Regions from separate parts of the Sus scrofa genome. Here region 2 is linked to region 1. Evidence: chromatin contacts called from public Hi-C data. All regions are on one chromosome and are shown on one strand. Each heading gives the region's core, a stretch centred on a gene start, on an enhancer-like site or on the middle of the called end of the contact. The rest is flanking DNA. Distances are from core to core; before and after follow the strand shown. Region 1 holds the start of ALX4 (homeobox protein aristaless-like 4). Region 2 overlaps EXT2 (exostosin-2).

Region 1 (6,577 bases), core at 2,019-4,518:
GTCAGCCTTGAATGGAGGCACTGGTCCCTGCAGGCCTCTTGTTCATGTATCTGAGCCACCTTTCTCCTCACTGCATTCATTCAACAAACATCTCTGTATGTAGACTGTTGCTCCTGGCACACAGTAGGTGCACAAAGAGAGCTGGGCAGGGTCAGAGCTCAGGATGTTTGTTAGAAATTTTTCCTTTATTCCTCAGGGACTTATGCCTGCCTGTCGGCAGCCTGCCTCATCCTGGGTTAAGCCCGGGGCTACAAAGGGACAAAGGACGTGATGTCCCAACCTGATTCTCTAGGAGGAACTGGACATTCAGGGTGTGATTATACATGAGTCAGGAAACACTGGTGGTAATTAGATGGAGGACAATCTGTAAGACTGTCCTGGGCTGGGAGGGCTTCCTGGAGGAGCTGGCACTGACAGGGCCTTGGAGGTCCAGCTGGAAAAAGGGACATTCCAGGCAGGTGGTCAGACAGAAACCAAGGAGGTGAGTGGTTGCGCTTGGTCAGGAGTAATTCAGCCTGAGTCTCAGACTCTGTTTTCCGCGGCTGTCTTGAGGAGGGCATTACAGAGCGAGCCGGATCCTGATGGGCCCCGGGACTCGAACTGCCGTGCTGCGTCTTCCCTCAGCGCCTCTGGATCACCCAGATGGCGAGCGATCTGCGGGCTCTGCCTGGAGCCCAGCACCGTCACCCATCCCATCCCTGGCGCCCACCTGTCTCCAACAGGCTGGTTAAACTCGGCGTCACCTGCGGAACAGCCGCGAGCACTGCAGCTATTGATTCAGGAGGATGGAAGGCTCAAGGTGTGGCGGCTGCCTCCACGTACGTGTCCACAGTGGTGTCTGGGGGAGGCCCCTGGAGGTTTAGAACCAGGACCAATGAGCCACAACAACAGGAGACAGACACGGACGGGGCCTGAGGGCCAACAGTCCAGCTGGTCTGCCGGCTGGGAGCTCTCTGTCACCAAAGCCTGGATGACAGCACTTGGTGGAGATGCTGTAGGGTGACAGCAGGTGGAGATAAATGCCCCCGAGGCTGGGATGTTGGGACTCATTACCTGAGAGGGCCCTCCTTGGCTTGTCATTCTGGGCAGCTGGCTAAGTCACAGAACCCTGGGGAAATTTTCCTTTGCTGTCTCAGTGAGGGGCCCAGCCTCGGAATGTAAAGCCAGATGACCAGTAATCAACACTGAGATTTAGAAGGGTAATTCCCTCTCTGGGAACCAGAGAACCTCGGTTTGCCAGACTCCCTTCCATCTCTAAGCCTTTCCAGTTAGCAGGTGTTTGCCTGTACGGACATGCGCCCCGCCCCCGCCCCAACTCCAGAGCCTAAGGGGAAGGTCCCACTGGTGCTTAAGGCAGGAGGCCGAAACTGTAACATGGTCCCCGCTTGCGCTCCCACTCCAGACGGGGTGGGCTCCAGACGGGGCGTGCCTGCTCCCATTTGCCGATGAGGCTCTGAGACTTAAAAGGCATCGTCCCAAGTCACAGGCAGACTGTGGGAGAGCTGGGACCAGATCTCGCAACCCTTGGTCTTGTGATCTTTGCACACGATATGCTGTCATCCCACGCCTGCCCCTTCGTTCTGTCTCGTTGGGGGGCGATTGGAGGGGGGGAATGGAGGCTTACTTCCTGCTTGGAAAGCTGGGCATTCTGCCGCCTCTCCTGGGCTGAGCCTAGAACCAGCTCAGGGTTGAGGGGCTTCCTCCTTGCAGCCTGGTCCTCTGCCCCCAGGATCCTCGGAGTAGAGGACCGACCAAGGACTAATTAGGGCACATTTCCGGCATTCTAAGTCCTCAGTGTCCCTGGAATTAACATGAGGCGTTTGGTCCCTACCAACTCTCACTTTTTTTTTTTTTTTTTTCTTTTTAGGGCCTCACCTGTGGCATATGGAGGTTCCCAGGCTAGGGGTCCAACCGGAGTTGTAGCCACTGGCCTACACCACAGTCACAGCTACACGGGCTCCAAGCCGTGTCTGCGACCTACACCACAGCTTATGGCAACACCGGATCCTTAACCCCCTGATCGAGGCCAGGGATCGAACCTGCATCCTCATGGATACTAGTCAGATTCATTTCCGCTGCACCACAACAGGAACTCTGACCTTTGCTTCTTATAACACAGCGTTTCCTCTGCACGGCACAGCCCCTGTTGCTGTGTGGGGTAGTCCTGATCCCAGGCTGAATGCCAGAGGATACTGTGAGGTTCCGTGAGGTCATGGCATGGGGCTTGGGGGGCACTGCTTGGGCAGAAGGGGCAGGGGCTGCCCCCCTCGTCTGGCCTCCAGGAAGTTGCATAACAGAGATGTTTATTTTTGGTGAGGCTGGGTGGGATTTCTTCTCTTAAAAAAAAAAAAAAAAAAAAAAAAAAAAACTCAAAACATAAAACTTATTTGTCTGCCAGGAAGATAAATATCTTTGCTGAAAGCTCTTGGCTCGGCTGCCAGCTGCAGTTTGCAGAATGCTGTCACCGAAGCCGTGGTAGTCTGCGTGCGCCTGGGCTCACATGGCTGTCATACATGATGCCTGAGGGCTGGCCCCCCACCCCGCTGGCATCGACGCTGCCGGTGGCCCCCGGGGATGGCCGCCCAAAGCCGCTTCCAGGCCCACTCTGGGCATTCACCTCTGCCCGCTTTTCTGCAGTGCCTTGGTGGGAGGTGAGGAGGACAGAGGCAAAATGGCCTTGTCGGCTTCCCCAGCACAAAGAGAGTCCCCAGTCTACACAGAAAGCCAGGGATGAGAGTGAACCTGAAGCTCCAGCCCCAGAACCCAGGCAGCGTCAGGAGGCCTGGGCTAGAGGCATGGTCTTGACACTTAATGTCCACTGCTCAGATCTCTTTTCCCAGAAGAAGAGACCGAGGGTCAGAGGGGTTGGTGCTCACACCAGCCACAAATGGTTGTCATGGTCAGAGCTTTCACGAGTGAAAGGTCTTGTCACCTGCTCCGCACACGTCTTATTAACACGGGTGTTATTTCGCTCTACAAGCGTCACAGTCAATGGAATTTGGCTCAGAGAGGGACCCACACCCCTGTCTCCAGACACCAGCCCAACACCCCTCCCACCACACCCGCGCTCACTCCTGCTCTTGGGTGCCCCGGGGAGGGCCTGCCCATGTGGAGGGCTTCTCCAGGGTCGGAATCTTCTGCTGCTCACAAGTCCAGACCAAAAGTGGGAGTTCCTAGCTGTATGGACAGAAGCCTGTGCGGCCCACATGTCAGCCTTTTTAATCCCACAAGATCCTAGAGACGTCTTCCTCCCCATTTTATAGGGAGGGAAACTGAGGCACAGAGGTTAAGTGAACCGTGCAAAACACACAGCTGGGGAGTCACGCACGTGACATTCACACCCTGGTACCAGTCCCAGAGCCTGTGCTCTAACCTCTGCCCTGGAGTGAGTGTGTCTGCTCAGGGTGCTAAGTGTGTGGTTTGGACACGAACAAGCTACTCCTCGTCCCAGCCTCCCACCCTGGCCGCCGCCTCCCCACCCTCAACCTGCATGGGTGGATTGGCCCTTCCAGCTCTGAACGTCTGGGCATCAGCCAGCAGAGCCCCGTTCTTTTAGACAGCAATGGCTGTGGGCCCGGCCGTGAGCTTTATATAAATCTGCTGGGGCCCCTGTCACCGTCCTGGGCATGGAGGGGGAGGCGCCCACCGTCCTGAGTACACGCAGCCCCCACCTGGAGGGGCAGGACGCTGTCGGACCCTTAGGTGAGACCGGTGCAGAGGGCTAGGGGATGGGCCCCCTCAGCACTGGATTCTCAGGCAGTCTCCATCGTCCCCCCTGAACCCCACATAGGACCAGACCGGGAAAGGAGGGGCCTCCTCTCTTCACCCCAAACCCTGTGGGGCCAAAGCTCCACTCTGGGAGCCTGAAGCCCTGAGACAGCATCCTCAGTGCCTGAGGAGAAGTTCTAGCAAAGGGAGGCCTTCTGCAGGGAGAAGCCCAGGGCCAGTGGGGTGGAGATTAAATGGAGCAGAGGTCGAATTGGCTGACCCAGAGTCACAGAACATTGGAGCTGAAGAAGGCCTGATCGGAGATTTTTTTTTTCTTTTTTTGCTTTTTAGGGCCACACCTGAAGCATGTGGAAGCTTCCAGGCTAGGGCTCAAAGCAGAGCTGCAGCTGCCAGCCTATGCCACGGCCACAGCAACGCAGGATCCGAGCCGCGTCTGTGACCTACACCACAGCTCACGGCAAGGCAGATCCTTAACCCACTGAGTGAGGCCAGGGATCGAACCCGAATCCTCAGGGATACCAGTTGGGCTCGTTACCATGGAGCCACAACGGGATCGTCCTCATTCTGAGATGATTGATGGATGGCAGAGGCTCAGAGAGGGAAAGGGACTCATCCATGGTCACACAGCCTGTTCATGGCAAGCCAGGGTTAGAACCCGGGCCTCCTGACCTCACGTCCAGTACATCCCCAAGAGGGGGAGGCAGCAGGTGGCTCCCTGACCCTTCCTCCTCTCGTGCTGGGTTCAGTCTTCGGTGTTTGACCTTGTTTCCTCCCCCCGCAGCCAAGGAGAGCTCCCTGGGGGAGCCGGAGTTGCCGCCCGACTCTGACACCGTGGGGATGGACAGCAGCTACCTCAGTGTGAAGGAAGCTGGGGTGAAGGGGCCCCAGGACCGCGCCAGCGCCGACCTCCCCAGCCCACTGGAGAAGGCCGACTCCGAGAGCAACAAGGGCAAGAAGCGGCGGAACCGAACCACCTTCACCAGCTACCAGCTGGAGGAGCTGGAGAAGGTCTTCCAGAAGACCCACTACCCCGACGTGTACGCGCGGGAGCAGCTGGCCATGAGGACGGACCTCACCGAGGCCCGCGTGCAGGTCAGAGAGGGCGCCTGGGGTGGGCGTGGGAGAGCAGGGCCTGCCCTTGGCCTGGCGGCTGGAGCGGGGACCCCCTGACTGTCCCCAGGTGCACGGGGGCTTCCGGCACCAACGTCCAAGGGGCCCATCTCTCGTGTCCCTGCGCCAACCAGAGCCCAGCCTGCTTGTATTCACTTGACTATCTGGCTTCTTGCTCTTTTGGAGCCAGGGAAGGGCTCCCAGGGGAGGGGCAGGAAGCCTGCCAGCAGGACTTCTGAGCTCTCTGGGGTGTGAGTCCAGGCCCTTTCATGAAGCAGGTGATGACTGGGGGGCTTATCTCTTACAAAGGAAACAGTTTGACAAACTTAAGACATCCATAGTGGCCCAGCAGGCAGACGTGGAGAAAATCCAGTGGTTTTTTTGCTCAGGATGGCTGGCTCCGCCTCCATCTTTCAGGTTCCAACTCAATATGCCTCCTCTAGGAAGTCCTTCTAACCACCATGCCTAAAGCAGTAGCCCCTACCATCATCCAACCACCAAAACACTCACCCAGCAGAGCCCAACACAGCTCAACACAATGCAACAGACACAGTGCAACATAACCCAGACCAACACAGTTCAACACAGCACAACGCAACACAGCTCAACCCAATTACAGAGCCCACAGATCCCAACCCAATGCAGCTCAACCCAATAACAGAACCCCCAAAGCCCAACACAACAAACCCCAACACAGCTCAACCCAACCCAACCCAGCACCATAGGATCCAATAGAATTCAACCCAACCCAACCCAACTCAGCCCAAACTAACACAACACAACACTGGCCAACTAGGTCACCTTCTACCACATTATCCTATTTTATCTTCTTTGTAGAATTTATGACTGGCTTAAATTATTTTACCTGGGGAGTTACTTCTGTGGCTCAGTGGTAACAAACCCGACGAGTATCCATGAGGACTCGGGTTTGATCCCTGGCCTCGCTCAGTGGGTTAAGGATCCCATGTTGCCGTGAGCTGTGGTGTAGGTCGCAGACACAGCTCAGATCCAGCGTTGCTGTGGCTGTGGCCTTGGCCGACAGCTGCATCTCTGATTTGACCTCTGGCCTGGAAACTTCCATGTGCTGTGGGTACGGCCCTAAAAAGACCAAAAAAAAAAAAAAATTGTTTTATCTGTCTCATTTCACTAGAATGTGAGTGCCTTGAGGGGAGGTACTATCTGATTTCCATCACTGTATTCCTACCAGTTAGAGAAGGCCAAACAGAACAACAAAGGCAAAAAATGAATGTATGTATGTGGACCAGCTGACCTCTGTCCAGAGAGGTGTGGCTCCCCTCCTTCCATGAAATCACAGCAAAGAAAGCACCAGAAAGGAAGCAAAGCCCTCCAAGGACCCAAAACACAGGTGACAAGATCCAGGCTGTCAAGCTTCAGCATAACACAAAAGAAATGTCATGTCCAGCCTGCTTTTCCAACCCAGAGCATGTTACAAAGAGCAAATCAGATGTTGGCAGTTCTTCCCCCTTCAGTGGGCTGCAGAATCAACAGCTTGAGAGCAAAGAGGAGTGTTGTTTTGTTTTGTTTTTTAAGCCACACAGCTCAGCTGAGGGTCCTTTCAGCACCAAGGCAAAGAGCGCTGTTACTTAGCAGACCCCACAGAGACCCCCTACTGTATTCATGCACTAAAGAATCTCCAGCAGTGTTTCTAAGGCGTCCATAAAAGGGTCATCCATCTCAGCCATGCTCTGCTTAATAAGGCAGCGGCATCTGCATTGGG
Region 2 (6,800 bases), core at 3,615-6,114, 130 kb after region 1:
GAGTTCCCTTCACAGCCCAGTGGTTAACAAACCCAATTAGGATCCACGAGGATACAGGTTTGATCCCTGGCTTTGCTCAGTGGGTTTAGGATCCAGCATTGCCATGAGCTGTGGTGTAGGTCTCAGACACGGCTTGGATCTTGTGTTGCTGTGGCTGTGGTGTAGGCCAGCAGCTATAGCTCCAATTCCACCCCTAGCCTGGGGACTTCCATATGCTGCAGGTATGGCCCTAAAAAGCAAAAGAACAAAAACAAAAACTATGACTGATAGGCTAGAGTTCCAATGGAAAAAGCAGACAACATTCAAAAACAGGTGAATAACATGAGCAGAGAGAAATTCTAACAAAGAATCAAAAAGAAATACTGTAGATCAAAAGCACTGTAACAGAAATGAAGCATGCCCGTGATGGGTTCATTAGTAGACTGGACATGGCTGAGGAAAGAATCTCTGAGCTTGACAATACAATGATAGAAAGTTCCAAAACTGAAAAGCAAAGAGAAAAAAGATAGGGAAAAAAAAAGAGAGAGCGAGAACAAAATATCTAAGGACTGTAGGACAACTATAAAGGTGTTACACACACATAATACAAACACCAGAAGAAGAAAAAGAGAAAGGAAGAGAAGCAATATTTGAAGCAATAAGGACTGAGAATTTCCTCAAATTAATGTCAGACACCAAGCCACAGACCCAGGAAGCTCAGCGAACACCAAGTAGGATAAATACCAAAAACACTGTACTTCTGCTTATCATATTGAAACTTCAGAAAATCAAATATTCTAAAGATGCTGAAAGAAGCCTGAGGGGGAAAAAACACCTTGCCTATAGAAGCACAGGTAATAGTTACATCTGCCTCCTCAGAAACCACACATGCAAGAAGAGAGTGGAGGGACACAAAGTGTTCAGAGAAAAAATCCACCAACACGGAATTTTATACCCTGGAAAATTATCCTTCAAAAGTGAAGAAGAAACAAATAATTTCTCAAACAAAAATTCAGAAGATTTGTCACCAGTAGTCCTATCTTGCAAGAAATGTTAAAAGAAATTCTTCACAGAGAAGGAAAATGATGTAGGTCAGAAACATACCTACATAAAGAAAGGAAGTGCATCAGAGAAGGAGTAAGTGAAGGTAAAATAAAAACTTTCACTTTTCTTATTCTTAATTGATATAACAGATAACAATTTATTCAAAATAATAACGGCAACAGATTTCTTTGATTATGTATACATATGCACAGGTGAAACAAATGAAAGCAATGATACAAGGGACAACAGGAAGAATTAGGATGACTTCATTAATATAAGGAAGGTACTTCCACTATCCTTGAAGCAGGGATATTTAAAAATGGATTTGGATTTGATGTAAACGTGTAGTGCAAACTCTGGGGCCACCACTAAAAAAGTGGTTTTTTTAAAAAGGTGTAACTGGTATGCTAAGAAAAATGGAATCATATAAAATACTCAATTAAAACCACGAAAGACATAAAATGTGTGGAAGACAAAAACACAAACAAAGAACAAAGCCAACAAATAGAAAACAGTCCAATGTTAATCCAACTGTATCAATAATCACTTTAAATGTTAATGGTCTAAGTACAGCAATTAAAAGCTTGTCAGAGTAGATCAAAAGCCCCACTGTATGCTGTTTATGAGAAACCCATTAGAGACAAACATATAAAGACACATATAAATGAAAAGTAAAGGGATGGAGAAAGATAAAAAGTCAGTGAGACTGGCTATATTAATTTCAGATGGAGCAGACTTCAGAACAAGGAAAATGACCAGGAATAAAGAGTGGCATTTTATAACAATAAAGAGGTCAATACTCCAGGAAGACATAACAATCCCCAATGTGTATGCAACCAACAAAACAGCATCAAAATACATGAGGCAAAAATTGATAGGACTTCAAGGCCAAATAGATGAATCCACTGTCAGAGCTGGAGACTTCAGCACTCTGTATCGGAAGTGGACAAGATCCGGCAGGTGGAAAATCAGCACCGTGAACTGACATCTATAGACTATTACATCCCACAATAGCAGATTATACTTTCTTCTCAAGCTCAGATGTAACATTCACCAAGACAGACCACATTCAGGGCCATAAAACATACTTGAACAAACATGAAAGAATAGAACTCATACGATGTCTGCTCTCTGACCACAATGGAATTGAGTTAAAAATAGTGACATGGAGGAAACATGTCATTATGCATTTGCTAAACCCCACAGAATGTAAACCACCAAGAGCAAACCCTAATGTCCACTAGGGCCTCTGAGAGAAAAGGATGTGGGGGTGCCCTGTTAGCGGGGTTGTGCATCTGTGGGACAGGGAGTATATGGGAACTCTCCCTACATTCTGCTCAATTTTGCTATGGACCTAAAACTGCTCTGAGAAATAACATTTAGTAATTTAAAAAATTCTACCTGCACTTTGAGATCCATCTCCTCCTTGCAACTATACTGCGGCCCTTCTTTCCTAATTCATCTGATAGTTTTTACACAAGAGTCAGCATCTAGTCTCTGTCCTGTTGTTATCTTATGGGGGGGTAGGGAGAGACTTATCTTCCCAGTTAGACTGAAAACTCTGTGATGGCCCAAAACACAAAGCCAAATTTACTAGGCCCCACTCAAGGGCGAGGATTCAAAACACTAGCCCATCAGTACTACAGACCTAGGGGGTCTAGTGGGTTTCTGTGGGTTCTCACAGCTCCTTCACACGCTATCCTGCAGTTCTTCTAGAGTAAGGCCCAAGCATCCTGGGAAAAAGGAACAGACTAAAGCCACAGATGGTCATCCTCAATGTCTTGTTTTTCCCACCAGCAGCAACAAAGCAGGATGAGACTTGGCTTATTCACCAGTAGGGTCTCTTATTTTCAGTTGTGCCACTGCAGGGGAACAGCCAAGCACCGTTTACAATTATAAATGCAGCTGTGGCCTAGTGCAAGCTCTGATGTCTCGCACCTAATGAGCAGATTTCTGCTCTTCTCCCAGGATCTCATATAGAACCCAATAACACTTGCTGGGAATTAACCTCTCCTAAGATTTAATCTCAAGTGTATTTTTACTTTATCCCATATTCCCTGCCTTCTGAAAATATATTAGAATTCAGAACCCACAGAAAGCTTGTTGTTGTTTCATCTCGTTTAAAAGAGTCTCTACCCAGCTGGCATCCAGGTAGTGAAAAGAAAAATAAAATTCCCTTGTATATTAGCAACTATGGTTATCAAATGCGAACATCCGAAATGGGCCCTGTCTTCAGTTGGAAAACAGAAAAACAGAGGCAAAGAGAAGCAACCTATAAACCATCACCAATATAGGCATGTCCCAAAAGACATGCTTATCTCACTGTAAAGGGCAAATGCCCCTGGAGAAAAGGTGAGAAAAGTGAACCTTTTAATCATACGCCACAAATTTTCCCCAGGCCCAAGGCTGACACTAAAGCTTTGTCACTACAGGCCATCTATTAGCCTCTAAGTTTCACCTTCCCCCTTTATAAAAATGAGAACAACAATTCCTTCATCCTAAGGCAGTTCCTACTACAGTAAGAGAGCCGGGCATCAACATAAATGTCAAATGGAAAGTGTAAGCTCAGGACCACAGAGCAAGACCCAGTAAAACCAGGCCTGTCTCTTCTGATGCCTGGGTACCTGCTAAAAACTCAACCTTTGCTCTGAGGCAGGAAGAGACCCTGCCAAAGTGTCCTTTGCACTAAGGAGTCTCAGTAATATGCTATTTGAATTGTAAAAAAGCAGAGCAACTCAATAGAGATCACTGGCTCCTTTTCTAAGCCAAACACATCTTAAGCAGAAGGCATTTTCTACTCAATATTCTTAGAATGAGAGGTTTGATTTCTTGCCAAAGAAGCTATACTGAAGTCATCTAATATCCATGGGTCCCTGGATTTGCCTCTCAACACTAAAGCTTTCACTCTTGTTCCTTAGGCTAGAAGCCAAGCAGATGTGGGAGAGCAACCCGTGCTATTTCCATCTCTTCTTGCAAGACCTAGAAAGGATCTGGAGGACAGCGAAAGGTGCAGCTGGGCTCATCTGATCCAGAGGCAGCAGGACTGACAATGCAAGCCCCATGGTACTTTCACTACACCATCGTCACCATTGGTTAGGCTCCGTGGCACCAAAGATGGCTTGATTTGCATGTCTCAGCTGTGTGTGTGTGTGTGTGTGTGTGTGTGTGTGTGTGTGTGTCTTTCAAAAGAAGTCAGAAGAAAAAGGGTTTTGTAAAAACCTGCAGGTAGGGGAGGACTGCAAATACCTGCAGGGAATGCACAAATGTTATGCGCTCCTGTCCTGTGGGAAGTAAGGAGGGATGGAGGAGGACGAGGGGGTAGCCTGAGTCGTGTTTCTTGACATGTGACAGGCAGCTCCTGAAATAGAAAGCCACAGGTTTCAGGTCTCAGGGGTATCACCTTCAAATATGTCAAGGTTCTAAGGGTGGATCAGTTTTCCCAACTGCTGGCCCCCTGCTGTGAGGAGAGACCCCAAGCAAAACACAAGCCTCCAACTGGGAGCCTTTGAGGCGGCAGGAGCCGTGAGGAGTTCAAAGGCAAGGCCGGCCCGCGGCTTGCACCTCCAAGAGCCACGGGGTGAAAGGTTACTAAAGCAGGGGCCGCTGACCAATGAAACTGTATTTGGTCAAACCTTCTCAGCAAAGAGACTGGAGATTCATTTCTGCTGTGCCCTGTTTTACCCACAGCTCTGAATCCCACTGTTTGCCTGATCAGACGGGGGAGCTTCTTTAGTCATCGGCAGCTGACCAGCTCTCTCCGGGTTGGATCCACAGAATAGCTGAGAGGTGGATTAGAAACCTTTAGTCAGGGGCTGTCACCAAAAACAAATAAATAAGAGCACGGCTTGGGTCAACCAGTTGTAAAGGAATCTTCCCCGGGGTGAGCTTCTCCATGTTTGCTATGCTAAAGCCAGGAGAAAGCAAGCGGAGGTTTGTTTGGTTAGAGAAGGCAAATACCAAACCAGTCTCGCTCCAGCAGGCAAACTTGAAAGGCCTGCCCTTTTTAATTAAGACACACACACAAACAGAGTACGTGAAGGGACTAAGGACCGACGTGAAGGCTTGGTCCACCCCACGTCATGCCAAGCAGGGCCATGATCCCCCTCCACTCCGCTTCCCCAGGAGCAACAAGGCCAGAGAAGGCCAAGGAGCTGCTCTTTGGCAGGTTCTTTTTATTCTGGCTGTGGATACTAACTCAGCAGTCAGGTCGCATGGGAGCCCTTTCCACTGTCCCCACACAGTCCCAGAGAGAGAGAAGCTGACAACTGCGTGGGTCCTTGGCTGCTTATTACGGGTCCAGCTGACCAGAGCTCTCTATCAACTGCTTGTGGCTGAGAAGTTCCTTCCTCTGATTACGTGTTATTAAGACAAGCTCTTAGAGTTCCTGTGGTGGCTCAGTGGGTTAAGAACCCAACTAGTATCCACAAGGATGCAGGTTCGATCCCTGGCCTCACTCAGTGGGTTAAGGATCCAGCATTGCTGCAAGCTGCAGTATAGGTTGCAGATGCAGCTCGGATCCAGGGTTGCCCTGGCTGTGGCATAGGCCGGCTGCTGCCGATCCAGTTGGACCCCTAGCTCCAGGAACTTCCCTATGCTGCAGGTGCAGCTCTAAAAAGAAAAAGAAAGGGGGGAAAAAAAAAAGACTATCTCTCTTGTTGATCCTGAGTGGAAACCCAATGTATGTTTCCCAAACTGGGACTCTGAACCAAGGGAGAAGTTAAAAATACCTACGCTTGCTTTGCCAGTGGTTCTCTGTTCTTCCCCCTGCCCTTTCTTTTTTTTTTTTTTTTTTGTCTTTTTGCTATTTCTTTGGGCCGCTTCCACGGCATATGGAGGTTCCCAGGCTAGGGGTCTAATCGGAGCTGTAGCCGCTGGCCGACGCCAGAGCCACAGCAACACGGGATCTGAGCCGCGTCTGCAACCTACACCACAGCTCACGGCAACGCCGGATCGTTAACCCACTGAGCAAGGGCAGGGACCGAACTCGCAACCTCATGGTTCCTAGTCGGATTCGTTAACCACTGCACCACGACGGGAACTCCCCCCCCCCACCCCCACCCTTTCTTAAGTGAAGGATCACATAGAGAAAAACTGAGGTGCATCATGGCAAAGACTGGCAAGAGAAATCCATGTCCCACCCCTCACCCAAAGAGCACTGGAGAATCTGGATGGGAGAGCATTGAAAGAACTCAGCCCTCAGTCTGCAGTTTCAAATGAAATACAAATAATACATATATAAGACCTCAAGACCTAGCCTAATTCACCTCGAAGTTAAGACTTCAAATACTTGAGGGCAAACCACTTGCTCCTTTCAATACAAAGTACTAGACTCTGAAAGACAGCAAGTGAACTGCTCACCTCCTATTAAAGTCTTTTCAAAATGGGAGATAAGTACACATTTAAATACAACCAATTAGCCTTGAAGATACAAGGAGAGAGAGAACCGTATTGCCAGAAACAGTTTACAGGAGTCACTTCTGTACCAATCCTGGTCTCATTCAGTTTATTAAAAGGTCTTCAAGTGAAAAATCTTTCGGTGAAACAAATATACATGATTGCTGTCTTGCATTCCCAAGAAGAGCAGCTTAGAATTATAAGATTAACTGTGTTATTATAAAGCTGAAAATACTCAGGCAGCTCCAAATTCTCTCAATCTCTTTAATGCTGTGTCAGAAAAACATGTAAAAATATGAAATAATCTATACTGATTTAAAAATATAGACAGAAATCTAATGAATTGGTTTGACCTTTACTGATGACTTGACAATAATGAATTC

Evidence for each region. A called contact is a pair of places that touch in the nucleus more often than the background predicts.
Region 2: a Hi-C map of liver shows a contact between it and region 1, with 1.6 times the contacts expected there. The contact joins the enhancer-like site here to the promoter of ALX4 in region 1. A contact is called at or near these places in 11 of 47 Hi-C or Micro-C datasets (brain, embryonic fibroblasts, epiblast stem cells and 5 more) and 1 of 2 datasets of contacts at active chromatin or transcription factors (skeletal muscle).

Annotation. Positions count from the first base shown.
Region 1 is chr2:18,067,458-18,074,034 of Sscrofa11.1, forward strand. It overlaps ALX4 (homeobox protein aristaless-like 4), which reads left to right and starts at 3,269. Exons shown (of 4, transcript XM_021083157.1): 1 at 3,269-3,702; 2 at 4,511-4,821. The coding sequence starts at 3,627.
Region 2 is chr2:18,192,362-18,199,161 of Sscrofa11.1, forward strand. All of the region lies in intron 9 of EXT2 (exostosin-2), which reads right to left. Among named protein-coding and RNA genes, the nearest start is that of EXT2, 43 kb to the right of the region's middle. Within about 2 kb of position 4,865, at least 6 of the 83 cell types and tissues checked have an H3K27ac peak or open chromatin away from gene starts, as enhancers often do. A contact at or near this core is called in fetal liver and liver, where this site is marked.